Linked DNA regions of Mus musculus: regions 1 and 2 are each linked to region 3. A link is a contact called in public promoter capture Hi-C data. All regions are on one chromosome and are shown on one strand. Each heading gives the region's core, a stretch centred on a gene start, on an enhancer-like site or on the middle of the called end of the contact. The rest is flanking DNA. Distances are from core to core; before and after follow the strand shown.

Region 1 (4,598 bases), core at 1,304-3,803, 2.9 Mb after region 3:
TGTAGAGTCCTGGGTTCAAGTCCCAGTCCCATTAAAACACAACTAAAATCAACATTTGTATACATTACTGAGGTTGAGTTTCATTTACCCAATGGGAATGACAAAACTCTGCTTCAAACTTAGCTTAAGACCTTTTTTTTTTTTTTGACAGTTTCATTCCCATTATATAATATATTGTGGTCTTATTCACCCCCAAATCCATTACCATTTCTTAGCCCCCCCCCCCCAGTGTATTTTTATAGAGACAAGGTTTTACTATGCAGCCCAGGCTGGCCTTGAACTCTGATTCTCCTTGCTCAGCTTCCGGAGTGTTGTGACTGGAAGCATGCTCGACTGCCTTGGCTAGTTTTGAGGACTAATAAAGTTTACCTGGCACATACTGAGCCTCCTTGTGCTCTAGGCACTGATCAGATCCCCAAACTACTGACTTCAGCTGTCACCAGAAGGGTGTGCAGCATCAGCACCTCCAACACAAGGACACAGATCGATGTGATGGGCCTTCCAGATGTTGAATCCAGTGAAATTAAAGGTAGGAAGAGAAATAAAAACATGTAATAGAGGCTGAGGACATACCTCAGCAGTATAGTGTTTGCCTACCTTGCACAAGGCCCTGAATCTGATTCTCAGCACCACATAATAACACGAATAAGGGGTGGTGCACACCTTTAATCCTAGCACTCAAGAGGCAGATGAATCTCTGTTGAGTTTGAGGCCAGCCCCATCTGCAGAGCAGAGTTCTAGGACAGCTAAAGCTACACAGAGAAACCCTGTCTCAAAAACAAAAACAAAACAAAAAACAAAGAAGCAAACAAACAACAAATAAAATAAAATGCACAAAAGGGTATTTATCTGACTATTTTGTGGCTTTTCAGGAAAATTTAAAACTACTTTACCTGCTGAGCTATCCCGCCATCCCTAAAGCACTTATTTTAAATGTATTATGTGTTTATCTGTGTGTGTATACATGTGCCCATGGAGGACAAAAGGACAGTACTGGATCCCTAGGAGCTAGTGTGCTAATAGGCAGTTGTGAGCGGCCCAACTTGGGTGCTGGGATCCTCTGAGAGAACAGCAAGTTCTCTTAACCACTGAACCATCTCTCCAGTCCACTCAAACATTTAAAAAGAGAAATTTGAAGGTGTAGTTCAATTCTCAGGGTTCTCTTCAGAAAACCTGGACAAGTCTGGTCATTAAAGGTCTTACAAACTTAACTTCCATACTCCTTCGTACTTAAGAGATCACTGAGAAGTAGCCACTGATCACCCATCATTCCACAACAAAAGGCTCCTAAAAGGTCCATCTTTTTCAAAAAAGCCACTCTAAACTCATCCTCTCAACTCTGGGCTTGTTCCTTTGTGACATAAGTTATCAGAATTTGAGCCTGCGACAACAACAAAATGTTTGGAGGGAACTGATTTCTTAGGCTTAAAGACACTATCTTTAGTATCTGGTACTAGCTGAAGCATCAAATTTGAATTTGAGGAATTCCCTCTCGGTAAGTGCCTGGCTGTTCATCACACTGGAAGTTGTCTCAGGTGGAGGAGATTGCGTAGTAAGCGCTCTGGGAATGAATGTGCTGATGAGGAAGCCCTGAAATGCTGCGACGAGACGGGTGTGTGTTCATTCATGAATTCTGCAAACGGAAGCAGTGGGAGGAATTTTAACTTGGGGCGAGGTGAATAGCTCCAGACAGCGCGGGCAAAGGGAATCGCAGCTCACTAGCAAGGAGGAGAATCCGGCGCCCTTTGTGTACTTCTGATCCCTTCACAGCTCAGCAACTGGGCTCACTGGGCATGCAAAAATACTTGGCAATGTCTGGCCGCGGTTTGATCCAGCGCTGACTAAAATTCGGAGGGAAGCCACAATGTGCTCTCTCTGCTACTCACACAACCTGGGGCCGGCCAAGCAGCACTAGAGAGAGAAGCCCTGTTCTAAGCGCCCGCTAAACTCTCCTGGGTCCCTTCGCTGCCAACTGGCGTGGCCCACCACCCTGCTAAGATCAGAGGCCGGAAAGGATGAGGGGCTAACCAGCCAGCAGACCACCGATTTTGCACCCCAGGAGGGCTGTGCCTCAGGCCACGCCCCCGGGGGCGACCGGCCATCCCCGGCTCGGGGACCTTCTTCCCCCGGCCGCAGCAGAGTTGGTGACAGGGCTCCGGGCTTTCCTCCCCGGGGCTGTGGCGGCTGCCAGCCTAGCTAACTGCACGGTTCCCGGTAAAGTGACAGCTCCCAGGGTCCCTGTCAAGCCGTCGGGAAGCCCGGCTGGGCCCGGATGCCGCCCCGGTCTCCCGGGACCCCCTCTGTCACCCGCCCGGTGCCAGCCTCGCCCCCCTGCAGCTCTGACCTCCGAGTCTTTGCGCTGGTTGCGGTTGAACTCGCGGGCTTTGCCCCCCGGCAGGAGGCCTCCGGCGGCCCTCGGCGCCCCAGGAGGAGGCTGCGCGGTGGCAGGCGGCGGAGGAGGTGGCGGCTGCGGCTGCTTGTTGTTCACAATCAGAGGGCCGGGACCGGCGGCTGCCGGCTCCATCTTGGCTGCTCCACACCCCCGGCTCAATTCGCGGACGGCCTCCCGTCAGGCAACTCTCGCGTGATTTCCTCCAGGAAATTTCCCCAATCGCCATATTCAGTGTGGCTGCGTGTGTCGAAAGCCGCAACTGCCAATCACCTCCCAAGGTCTTTCCTGGCTTTGTCATTTAGTTTCCCCTCCCTCCTTCCCGTGGAACTAAGCCGGAGACGTGCGGCTGGGCTCGCAGGAATCCCTTTAGATGTCTTTTTTATCCATGAGACTTAACACTTTAATTCGTTGTCTATCATCGCTTTGCCTGTCTTTAGAGCCCTCCCTGTTCAAGGTGAGGCAGGATGAAAGGGGAAATTAGGGAGACATCATTAAAGAAAGCAATTCCTGACTCATGGGTCTAGTTGACACGTTTTCCTAGCAAAGAATTTCTGTACAATTAACAACTGGTTGTGGCTTTTCTCTAACCTTCCAGCTGAAAAACCTCCAAGTCAGTAGGACTCTGTAAGAAACACCTTGTGCAACCCTGGGGACTCCTGGTTTTACTTATCAGATTATAACTCCATCCAAGACACCTCTGGAGCCACGTTAATAATCTCACTTATCAAAACAGGGGAAAAAGCCGGGCGTTGGTGGCGCACGCCTTTAATCCCAGCACTTGGGAGTCAGAGGCAGGCAGATTTCTGAGTTCGAGGCCAGCCTGGTTTACAAAGTGAGTTCCGGGACAGCCAGGACTATACAGAGAAACCCTGTCTTGAACTTGAAGTGAAGAGAGACAGAGAGAGAGAGAGACAGAGAAAGAGAGAGAGAGAGAGAGAGAGAGAGAGAGAGAGAGAGAGAGAGAGAGAGAGAGAGAGACTCTTGGGGGCTAAGGATAACAGTATGAAGTTGTATCTGTCCTCAAGCCACTGACAAATACTTTTAAGGATATAATAATGAACAAAAATAGGATTCTAGTCTTCGTGGAGTTTACATTCACATGGGGGAGATAAACAAATGAATAAATAAAACTGAAATTGAAAATATAACAGAGAAATCATGGGGAAATGAGGGTGTGTTTAATAATCCCTTAGAAGTGGCTCTTGCTTTTCTGCCTTCATTTTGTAGCTGTCTCGTTTACTCTGAATTACCTGCTCACATCTGTATTGACTCAAAGAGCAATCATCCAAAAATGGTGGCCTCTCACCTCATTCTCCGTCACGTCTGAGTGCCAAACACATAGGAGTAACCAAGATGGTTTTAATGTTACTTTTTACAGTGTCCTCCTCCAGAAACCTCCCTCCCCAAGAAGCAGGTACAAGACTCTTGGTCACTGGCCTCAACCCTCTAGACATCAGGAGTGGCAAAGCCTCACAGAACACAGCATCCCCGGATGACGAACAGCTCTTTCTATCATGGCCTGTGCACCCTGGAGGAGAAAGAATCAACTCCTGAGAACCAGCTTGTCCCTTAAGTAAAAAGGACTTCTACCATCTCATAGAACCAACACTGAGAGGATGATAACCAGACCACACTTGCCCAGGTCTGCTGGAATTTTCCTATCTCCCGCCCTCAATCTCAATTCTAATTCTATTTAAATCTAAAGTAAGTTTCCCCAAAGACAGATTTGGGATCAGTAAACACCTTATGTGTTTCTCTTTACAATGTTCACATCGATGAAATCTTTGTGTGTTGTTGTTCTCCTTTTCCTCCCCTTCTTCCTTCTTCCTCCTCCTCCTTCTTTCTTCTCCTCCTCCTCCCCCCACCTCTATCTCCTTCTTCATTTGTGTCTTTGTTGGGTATATTGAAGACTAGTGATGAAGCCTGAATTAGTGGAGATGCAAAAGCCAACATTTTGGCCCTAAACACATGGGTTACAGATACAGGGGTGTAGTTTGATGGAATAACTTTGTGTATGTTACTGGAATTGAAATTAAACCCTGGGCCTTATACACCAGTCTCCCCCCTCCCCCCTTTTCTCTCTTTCTTCCTTTCTTCTTTCTTTCTTTCTTTCTTTCTTTCTTTCTTTCTTTCTTTCTTTCTTTCTTTCTTTCTGTGTGTGAGAGAGACAGGGTTTCACTGTAGCCGTGGCTGTCCTGGAACTCAC
Region 2 (4,349 bases), core at 444-2,943, 2.3 Mb after region 3:
TGGTTAAAATAAGAAGCTGACCATTGCACAACAGATTGCTCTGAAACTGTGTATTTAAGAGGGATTTAAATGGTTTCCCAGTTTCTTCATCTGACAATAGACTCCACTCTCTGCAGTGCCCAGCACTCAGATGGTTGTAAAGCGAAACATGAAGGAATGATAAAACAAAAACAAACAAACAAACAAACAAACAAACGAAAACCTGGTGCTTGTTACACCCCCAAATGCTGCTCTAGAAACTTGTAGGGTGATTGGACTGCTGGCTCAGCTCTCCCTCGCTCCCCAGCCCAGGAATCACAATAGGGTCCTGAACTCAAAAGAAGAAATATCTCCCCAGAGCAGACAGAAATAAATACAAAGCATCACTTGTTGCAGAATTCAGTACAACAAACAAATGCTGAGATCCCAGGATTTCCAAGTTGCTAACAACAGAAGTTGGGCAAGCCCTCTTTATCATAGTTTAGTAGTTGGGAGAGGGGGTAAGAAAAACATGACGACAGATCACTCTTACATCAAACTGAATTTTCAGCTAACTTCATGGAATGAGTGAATGTCTAGACAATAGTTCCTCTTTTGCAAACGATTGCAATGATTCAAGGGGGTAACAGAATTTTGTAACTCTGGTACTTATACTTGGGGTAGCTAAATGTCTGGGAACAGAAATTATGTTTAAAGCAACCAGCACAATTTAGAGAAACAGTTTAAGGGAGATAATATTTTCTGTAGGCCCATATCAAGCAAGAGAGGCACAATCTGCAAAATGAAGGCTTTCCCACATTAACAGCTAAAATACACTTTCTCGAGTTCCCTACTGCAAGGGCAGGTATCATTGTGTTAATTAAACGCTAGGTATTGGGCCTGTTCGTCACACAGTAAGGTGTGGTGAATTTTCTTTACCATTCCCTCTTATTTTTTTCCACTGCCCTCACTAATCCCAACCAGAAACTTGCCCCTGATTCTGCCCGCACTGAGCTAACCATTATAAAAATGAGGTCTCCAGATGCCTTTAAGGACCCTCTTTTTAGACTGCTGGGAAGACTTGAGACCCCATGTTACCCATTAACCCATTGCTTCCTGTCCAAAAATATCGTTTACTGCACCAACACCCAGGTTTTAGCATTATTCTACCCCTCTAAATCCGGATGCTGGCCCCAGACTATCCTATCCTGCACTAGCCCAGACAACCTAGCCTGCAGCCCCTCCTCCCAAGACATTCAGGGTCTGGATGCCTGGATGCCTCCTTTGCTTGGGACTTTTTGTTACCTACTCTAGTGGAACTTGCCCTTCTTGGCAAAGTGTCAAGGGCCAGGAGGCCTCCCTTCGAGGGATGAGGTGTGGTCCTTGCGTGGGTATAACAGCCCTGAGATTAGGTCTCGACCACGCGCGGGAAGGGAACGCGCGCTGACCAGGAGCGAGCAAGCAGAGCCCAGGAACGAGGTCAGGCGGCCGGGTTCCTCCAAGGCCAGCGTGGCTGGGTAGGGGTTCCGCGGAGTCTGGGGAGTGGGGTGCAAGTTGGCGGCGATCCAGTGACAAAGAAGGTCGAGGAACAAGGGTGGCAAGCGGGAAGCGGAGCGCGCGCGCGCGGTGGGCGGGAAACCCGGGGGCGGTGGCAGAGAGGCGGGCGCGCGCCCCGCGGGGAGGGGTGCGGAGGAGGGAGGAGGAGGCGTCTGGACCGTGCAGCCCCGCGGGCCGCGCCAGCCCAGACAGAGCCTCGCGGCAGCCGCAGCAACAGGCGGCGGGGCCGGGCTCGTAGGGCAGAGGCGGCGGTGGGGCGGGGAGCTCCAGGAGGAGCGACTCGGGCCGGCAGCCGCCAGCAGGGAAGGAAAGCACCGCCGCCTCCCGCGCTCGACCGCCGCAGCCCTCCACCCATCACCGCGCCCACCCTGCACCGGACCCCGCAGGAGGCGGCGCGCGCATCCTGCAGAGCCCCGGCCACGCCGAGCTGCCGCCAGACATGACCGTGGTGCCCGGGGACCACCTGCTGGAGCCAGAGGCGGCGGGAGGCGGTGGCGGGGACCCGCCTCAGGGAGGCTGTGGCAGTGGCGGCGGCGGTGGCGGCTGCGACCGCTACGAGCCACTGCCACCCGCGCTGCCCGCCGCGGGCGAGCAAGATTGCTGCGGCGAGCGTGTGGTCATCAACATCTCTGGGCTGCGCTTCGAGACGCAGCTCAAGACCCTCTGCCAGTTCCCCGAGACACTGCTGGGCGACCCCAAGCGGCGCATGCGGTACTTTGACCCACTCCGCAATGAGTACTTCTTCGACCGCAACCGACCCAGCTTCGACGCCATCCTCTACTACTACCAGTCCGGGGGCCGCATTCGCCGGCCGGTCAACGTGCCCATCGACATCTTCTCCGAGGAGATCCGCTTTTACCAGCTGGGTGAGGAGGCCATGGAAAAGTTCCGTGAGGATGAGGGCTTCCTGCGGGAGGAGGAGCGACCCCTGCCCCGCCGTGACTTCCAGCGCCAGGTGTGGCTGCTCTTCGAATATCCGGAGAGCTCCGGGCCGGCCCGGGGCATTGCCATTGTGTCAGTGCTGGTCATTCTCATCTCCATTGTCATCTTCTGCTTGGAGACGCTTCCCGAGTTTCGCGATGAGAAAGACTATCCCGCCTCCCCGTCGCAGGACGTGTTTGAGGCTGCCAACAACAGCACGTCGGGGGCCCCTTCTGGAGCCTCCAGCTTCTCGGACCCCTTCTTCGTGGTGGAGACCTTGTGCATCATCTGGTTCTCCTTTGAGCTTCTGGTGCGGTTCTTTGCTTGCCCCAGTAAAGCCACCTTCTCCAGAAATATCATGAACTTGATAGACATTGTGGCCATCATTCCTTATTTTATCACTCTGGGCACTGAGCTGGCTGAACGACAAGGTAATGGGCAGCAGGCCATGTCGCTGGCCATCCTGAGAGTCATCCGCCTAGTAAGGGTTTTCCGCATCTTCAAGCTCTCCCGCCATTCTAAGGGGCTGCAGATCCTAGGACAGACGCTGAAGGCTTCCATGCGGGAGCTGGGGCTGCTCATATTCTTCCTCTTCATTGGGGTCATCCTTTTCTCCAGTGCAGTCTACTTTGCTGAGGCAGACGACCCTTCTTCGGGTTTTAACAGTATCCCGGATGCCTTCTGGTGGGCAGTAGTAACCATGACAACTGTTGGTTATGGTGATATGCACCCAGTGACCATAGGAGGCAAGATTGTGGGCTCTCTTTGTGCCATCGCAGGTGTCTTGACCATTGCATTGCCAGTTCCTGTGATTGTTTCCAACTTCAACTACTTCTACCACCGGGAGACAGAAGGGGAAGAGCAAGCCCAGTACATGCACGTGGGCAGTTGCCAGCACCTCTCCTCTTCAGCCGAGGAGCTCCGAAAAGCCCGGAGTAACTCCACTCTGAGTAAGTCGGAGTATATGGTGATCGAAGAGGGGGGTATGAACCACAGCGCCTTCCCGCAGACCCCCTTCAAAACGGGCAACTCCACAGCCACTTGCACCACGAACAATAACCCCAACTCCTGTGTCAACATCAAGAAGATATTCACTGATGTCTAATATATGATACGGTTGCCAATTCTGTGCCCAGTATTGTGTGGAACATGCCCCCTTGGTCTGTGTATGCCCTTGATTTATACATTTCCAGACCACTCATCAAGGAAAGTACAAGAAGTGAGGAAGCACACTTCATTCTCCCTATTGCTTCATACTGAAACAGGTGCCTGTTTTTGCAAGTGGGCTGCATTCTCTCAGCTCTTTTTTTCTCTCTCTCCCTGTCTCTTAATTTTGTGACCAACAAACTTACATTAAGCGTGGTTTTTTTGTGTGAGCCCTACAGCCACATCCTGAGAGGAAGTGAAACTATAGAGTCAGAGTAACTGTTTAACCTCAAAATCAAAAGATAGTTGTTTCTTTACTAAGTAAAGGAGGCGGAACCTAAATGAAGCTCCTGACTGGTGGACTTTTCAATATTATTTCCGGACTAGTTATTGTAACTACCTAACCTCTGGATATGTGGGTGGAAAGTCTAACTAGAGCGTTGACGCGTAAGCCCACTATAAATTTATTTTGTTTTTGACTGATCTTTCAGTTTGAATCTCTCCCCTAAGGACTTAAGGTTCACAATAATTTTGAACCAAAAGGGAAATGCCCCGAATGTCCTGATCTGGCTATTAACTCTTCAAAGTTTGCAAAGCATTTTGAAAACATTAGACACAGATTCCAATGAAGTTGTGAGTTCATGCCCCAGCCAATATCTACGAAAGTCTAGAAACTCATTTTCAGTGCTGCCGGGAGAAACAACAGAAATTCCTGATGCATCCGAGAGATAAGCTTCTGCAGTATCACAGGAAGATTAAAGTGTCAG
Region 3 (4,472 bases), core at 1,097-3,596:
TAGAGTCAGTGAAAGACCCTCACCAAGGCGGAGCAAGGTAGCAAGTGACAGAGCAGGATGTCTCTATCAAATAAGCCTCCTCTGGCTTTCATGTGGATGCAGACATGCACACACATCATGCACACACGTGAAAAAGAATGAATGAATGAATGAATGAATGAATGAATGAATGAATGAATAAATAAATAAATAAATAAATAAATGGAAGGAAGGAAAGAAGGAAGGAAGGAAGAAAGGAAGGAAGGAAGGAAGGAAAGAAGGAAGGAAGGAAGGAAGGAAAGAAGGAAGGAAGGAAAGAAGGAAGGAAGGAAGGAAGGAAGGAAGGAAGGAAGGAAAGAAGGAAGGAAAGAAGGAAGGAAGGAAGGAAGGAAGGAAGGAAGGAAGGAAGGAAGGAAGGAAGACCACCTCCTCCCCCATTAGAAGTTGAAAGCTTTGCCCAAGGGCCAGGGTCATGGGTCAGGACCCAGAAGCCTGCCTGAGGCTTTCTCTTCCTCCTGTCTTCTATGAACCAAGCAAGACCTCCAACATCTGTACCAGAAGTGGGTAAGAACCAGAGGCCAAACCCGAAAAGTAGCAACAAAAAGAAGCTGAGAGAAACTAGCCACAGAAGGGGACAGGAAGAGCCCCAGGAGGCCACGGGTTAGCCTGGTCACTGTCCCCAGCAATTGACAGCACAGTTCTAGGAATACCAGGGGCCAAAAAGAAGGAAACAGCTGCTCCCTTGGAGGGGCAGTCTTCTCCTCAATTCTCATCTCCAGATGTCTCACTTACTGTTCCTGGGGTCTTCAGGCCTCTGCCTGTTCATCTGCTGGTCTCAGACTTGTTCCATCTGATGAACAATATGGCGGTTGTTCAGAATGGAGAGAGACCAGACCCCTGGAGGGGCTAAGAGGAAGCTTGGAAGAGAGTAAGAGAAAGGGAGGATGAGGAACTCCAGCTTAGGCTGTCCCAAGGCAAAGGCAGCCATTTCTGCTCTGGGAATCTGCCCTTGCTCCCCTACCCTCCTCCCTCAGACTACAGAGCAGTGGGGGCAGTGACCCTGAGACGAGTGAATAGGCTTTCTTTTTCCTAGGAGTGAAGCAGGGGTGGGAGGGTCTAAGAATCGGTGCTGTCATCTTTCTGGTCTTGGGATAGAGCTAAGGTCAGAAAAGGGGGTGGAGTCTGCCAGCTTTGTCCCAGAAGAGACCGCTGGGGAAGAAGCCCCAGGTCTCCCAGTTCTGTGTCTCCCTCCACCTCTAACCAACCCATCCTGAGCCTTGCTTCCTGGACTCTTCTGAAACTGGCTGAATTCTGCTGCTGTGTCTCAGCCCCACCTCAGAGGGCTAGCCTTGCACGGCAACAGGTCTCTGCTTCCGTGCACAGCCCACAAGAGCTTCTCCACTCTCTGCCAAAGGCCTTTCCTCATTCAGTCCCCAGTGAGAAGTCAAACTGAAGCACATTGCTGGTGATCTGAGGGAGGGCCTATCGAGGGGAATGCAGGTGGGGGTGGAAGGTGTGTGGGGCCAGTCCCCTGGGCATGGGTGTGTCCCCACACTTCTAGATGAACCTCCTTTCTCATAAGTCTTCTTTCTCAGGCTATGCCAGGAACCCTCATTTTGACCATTGCAAATGCCATTCGTTCTTTTCTTGGGGACATCCTATTTCTGGTTGAGTTCTAACCGTGTCTGATCCAACACACACATTTCTCCTAGGTATTCCAGTGCTCAGAGAACCTGGAGAAGATGGGAGACTTGGGCTCTCTGGCGTTCTATTCATTCCCTCCTGGAAAGGTACAGGAGAAGGGAGTTTCTGGGATTTGTTCGTCAGCATCCATAGTCTGCCTCAGTTTCCTTGAGCTGTTTCCCCAATCCTTAATTCAGGCTAAGATGGGGCTGGGAGAGCAGCCTCCATAGCAACAAGAGGTCAACAAGAACCTTAAATCTTGCTTTTGCTTACTTCTGTTCCCTCTAGCATTTATTCTTACTCCTGGTACCCACCTGCTTCACAGCAGTGGCCCGGGTTCAACTTTCTGGCCTGAGGTCCTCGCTGCTTCTGAGCTTGGCATCTAGACTCTCCAAATCGGGCTCTTCGAGGGAGTGGCCAGCTTAGGTGTTGTCTGGTTTTGAGCTCTGTCCGCGATAGATCGTCAAAGTTGTTGCGCCCGAGGAGAGCAGGGGCTCTGGCTAAGCTGGAGTCTCCGGCTTAGAGCACCTAGATGCTCTGGTCCAGCACCCACCAGTTCTGCGGGGCTAGGCCGGGTCCTCCCGAGCTTTCGGTCTGCAGGTTGAGGAGCGCGCAGCCGCTAGACTGGGAGTCGTTCTCGCTACTCCAGCCTTTGCGGGCACCGCCGGCTTCTTCGAAACTGTGTGGGGGTGCTCTGCGGGGAACCTGGGCACAGCTGGCCCGCAGCGGCCTCTTGTGGCGCACAGCAAGTCAGGAATAGAAGCCCACCGACTCTCTTTTCAGGGACAGTTCCTTGAGCAAAACACATCAATTATAGCAGGTCACTAAAACTTTCAGGAATGTGGCCCCTAGTCTAGTAGTTCAAGGAGGTAGGTGGTATTTTGGGATGGGGATAGGCGTTGCATCTGGGAGTAGTATTCATTTAGACCAGCAGTAGGCTGTTACTTAAATCCGAGCTCATTAAATCTTACAATTCAGTTCTTCAGACCTCGGACAGGGTTTCACACCTGTAATCCAGAATTTCGGAGACAAGGCAGGGGTTAAGTGTGAGACCCTATCTAAAACAAACAAAAAAAACAAACAAACAAGCATACATACATACAAACAACAATAAAACTCAAACCAAACCGAACAACCTTCTAAACCCAAACAAAGAAAGAAAAGCACAGCAGGGGTAGGGAGATGGGAAGGTAAGATTGCCTGAAAGTTTGAGGAAGTTTGGTCTGTATGGTTTACACAAGGTTCCAGACCTGCTAATGGCTACTTAGCCAGACCACATCTTCAAAGGAAAGAAAGAGAAAAGGAGGTGGTGTGTGTGTGTGTGTGTGTGTGTGTGTGTGTATAAAATCCAGTTCTTTGTTAGTACAATCAAGTGTTATTTAAGGTGCTTCCCAGGCACTAAAAGCAGACCACTGTATTAGAAGATTCTCAAGTTGCATAGTTTTTGGTTTTTTTTTCTTTGTTTTGTTTTGTTTGTTTGTTTGTTTGTTTTACCACAGGGGTTCCCGGCTGCCACCCGGGAAGGATAGTAAATACTTTCAACGGGCTGGAGAGATGGCTCAGCAACCACACGATGGCTCACAACCATCTGTACAGCTGCAGTGTACACATATACATAAAATAAATAAATAAATATTTAAAAAAATATACTTCCAGCACAGAAGTGCTGCCCTCCTGCGTGGGAGGACCAAGGGTAGTACCGGGGTGGAGAACCAGGCTGCAAGGTTTCACCAGGCATGAATGGCCCTGTGGATAATGGGTGTGACTCTCACCTTGGAAACCAAATCTGAGGTTTCTAGTATCTTCATCAGAAAGACAGTCAATAGTCCCAACAACAAAAATACGACAGGTTCATGTTTTGGGCTCATTAAACACTTGAGGGTAGAAGTGTGCTGTGACTCTGCCTCTTCCCAGCAGAGGTGTATGTACCTGTTAGAGTAAGGAAGGTTTGGGAACGTAATAGTGTGGGGGAAACAAAGAAGGACCCTGCTTCTGGATCCTGAGCATACAGCCCGGGACGGGGCGCTCCCTCTCTCTGGATCTCTCTTTCCAGGGTGCTGAGAATTGAATTCAGGTTATCAGGCTTGGCACTTTTGCCTGCTAAGCCATTCCCCCTACCTCTTTAAGACCAAGTCTCATTATGTAGCCTTGGCTAGTCTGGAATTTACTATGTACTCAGGCTAGCCACCAACTTGTGCTCATCCTGTCTCTACCTCTGCCTCCTAAGATTATAGATGTGTGCCACCATGTTTGTTCTGAGAATGCCCTCTTCCCGCCCCACCCCCTTCTCCTCTGTAATGGAGGAGTGTCATTCAGCTCCCAGCAGGGTAAGCATCTCACCAACTTTTCCTGCCTTCTTCCTCCTTGCTCTCACTGTACTGCCTCAGGGAGAGGGCCGGGAATGACTGAAGAGGTCTGATGGTCTAGGAATAGGAGAGGGGTTCAGATGCACGAGAGCCCTAGAGTTTGGTTATAGATGGGAGCCAGAGTGGTTCCAGAGTTCAGGGGAGCAGCTAGCATCCCTGTCCATGATCTGATACTGGAGTCCAGGGGTCAATAGACCCCAGTTCTGTGGCGTGGCCCATCTTTGCAGTCACACTGTGGATGCTGTGAAGAGCCCAGAAGCTGGGTGATGCCGAAAGGTGATAGATAAACTGACCCAGAAACACTGAATAATAAAACTAAAGCTTTTTTTTTTCTCTCTCTCCAGTCTTTGGCTTCCCACTGACATTATCAGACAGTTGGCTTCAGTTTTTCTCAGGAAGAAAACACTCATAGTGGCAGTATGCATGTTCTTTGCCCCTGGCTGC

What was found. Promoter capture Hi-C pulls out the DNA fragments that hold promoters and counts their contacts.
Region 1: a promoter capture Hi-C map of liver shows a contact between it and region 3, with 6 times the contacts expected there. The contact joins the promoter of Strip1 here to the promoter of Tafa3 in region 3. A contact is called at or near these places in 4 of 39 promoter capture datasets (the HPC-7 cell line, embryonic stem cells, hippocampal neurons and 1 more).
Region 2: a promoter capture Hi-C map of pre-B cells shows a contact between it and region 3, with 4 times the contacts expected there. The contact joins the promoter of Kcna3 here to the promoter of Tafa3 in region 3.

Annotation. Positions count from the first base shown.
Region 1 is chr3:107,629,157-107,633,754 of GRCm38.p6, forward strand. It overlaps Strip1 (striatin interacting protein 1), which reads right to left and starts at 2,554. Exons shown (of 21, transcript NM_153563.2): 1 at 2,345-2,554. The coding sequence starts at 2,524. Gm10961 (a long non-coding RNA gene) reads left to right here and starts at 2,445. Exons shown (of 3, transcript XR_375960.3): 1 at 2,445-2,846; 2 at 3,771-4,034.
Region 2 is chr3:107,034,469-107,038,817 of GRCm38.p6, forward strand. Kcna3 (potassium voltage-gated channel, shaker-related subfamily, member 3) reads left to right here and starts at 1,694. Exons shown (of 1, transcript NM_008418.2): 1 at 1,694-3,661. The coding sequence starts at 1,955. The coding sequence ends at 3,541.
Region 3 is chr3:104,775,201-104,779,672 of GRCm38.p6, forward strand. It overlaps Tafa3 (TAFA chemokine like family member 3), which reads right to left and starts at 2,347. Exons shown (of 7, transcript NM_183224.3): 1 at 1,977-2,347; 2 at 772-896.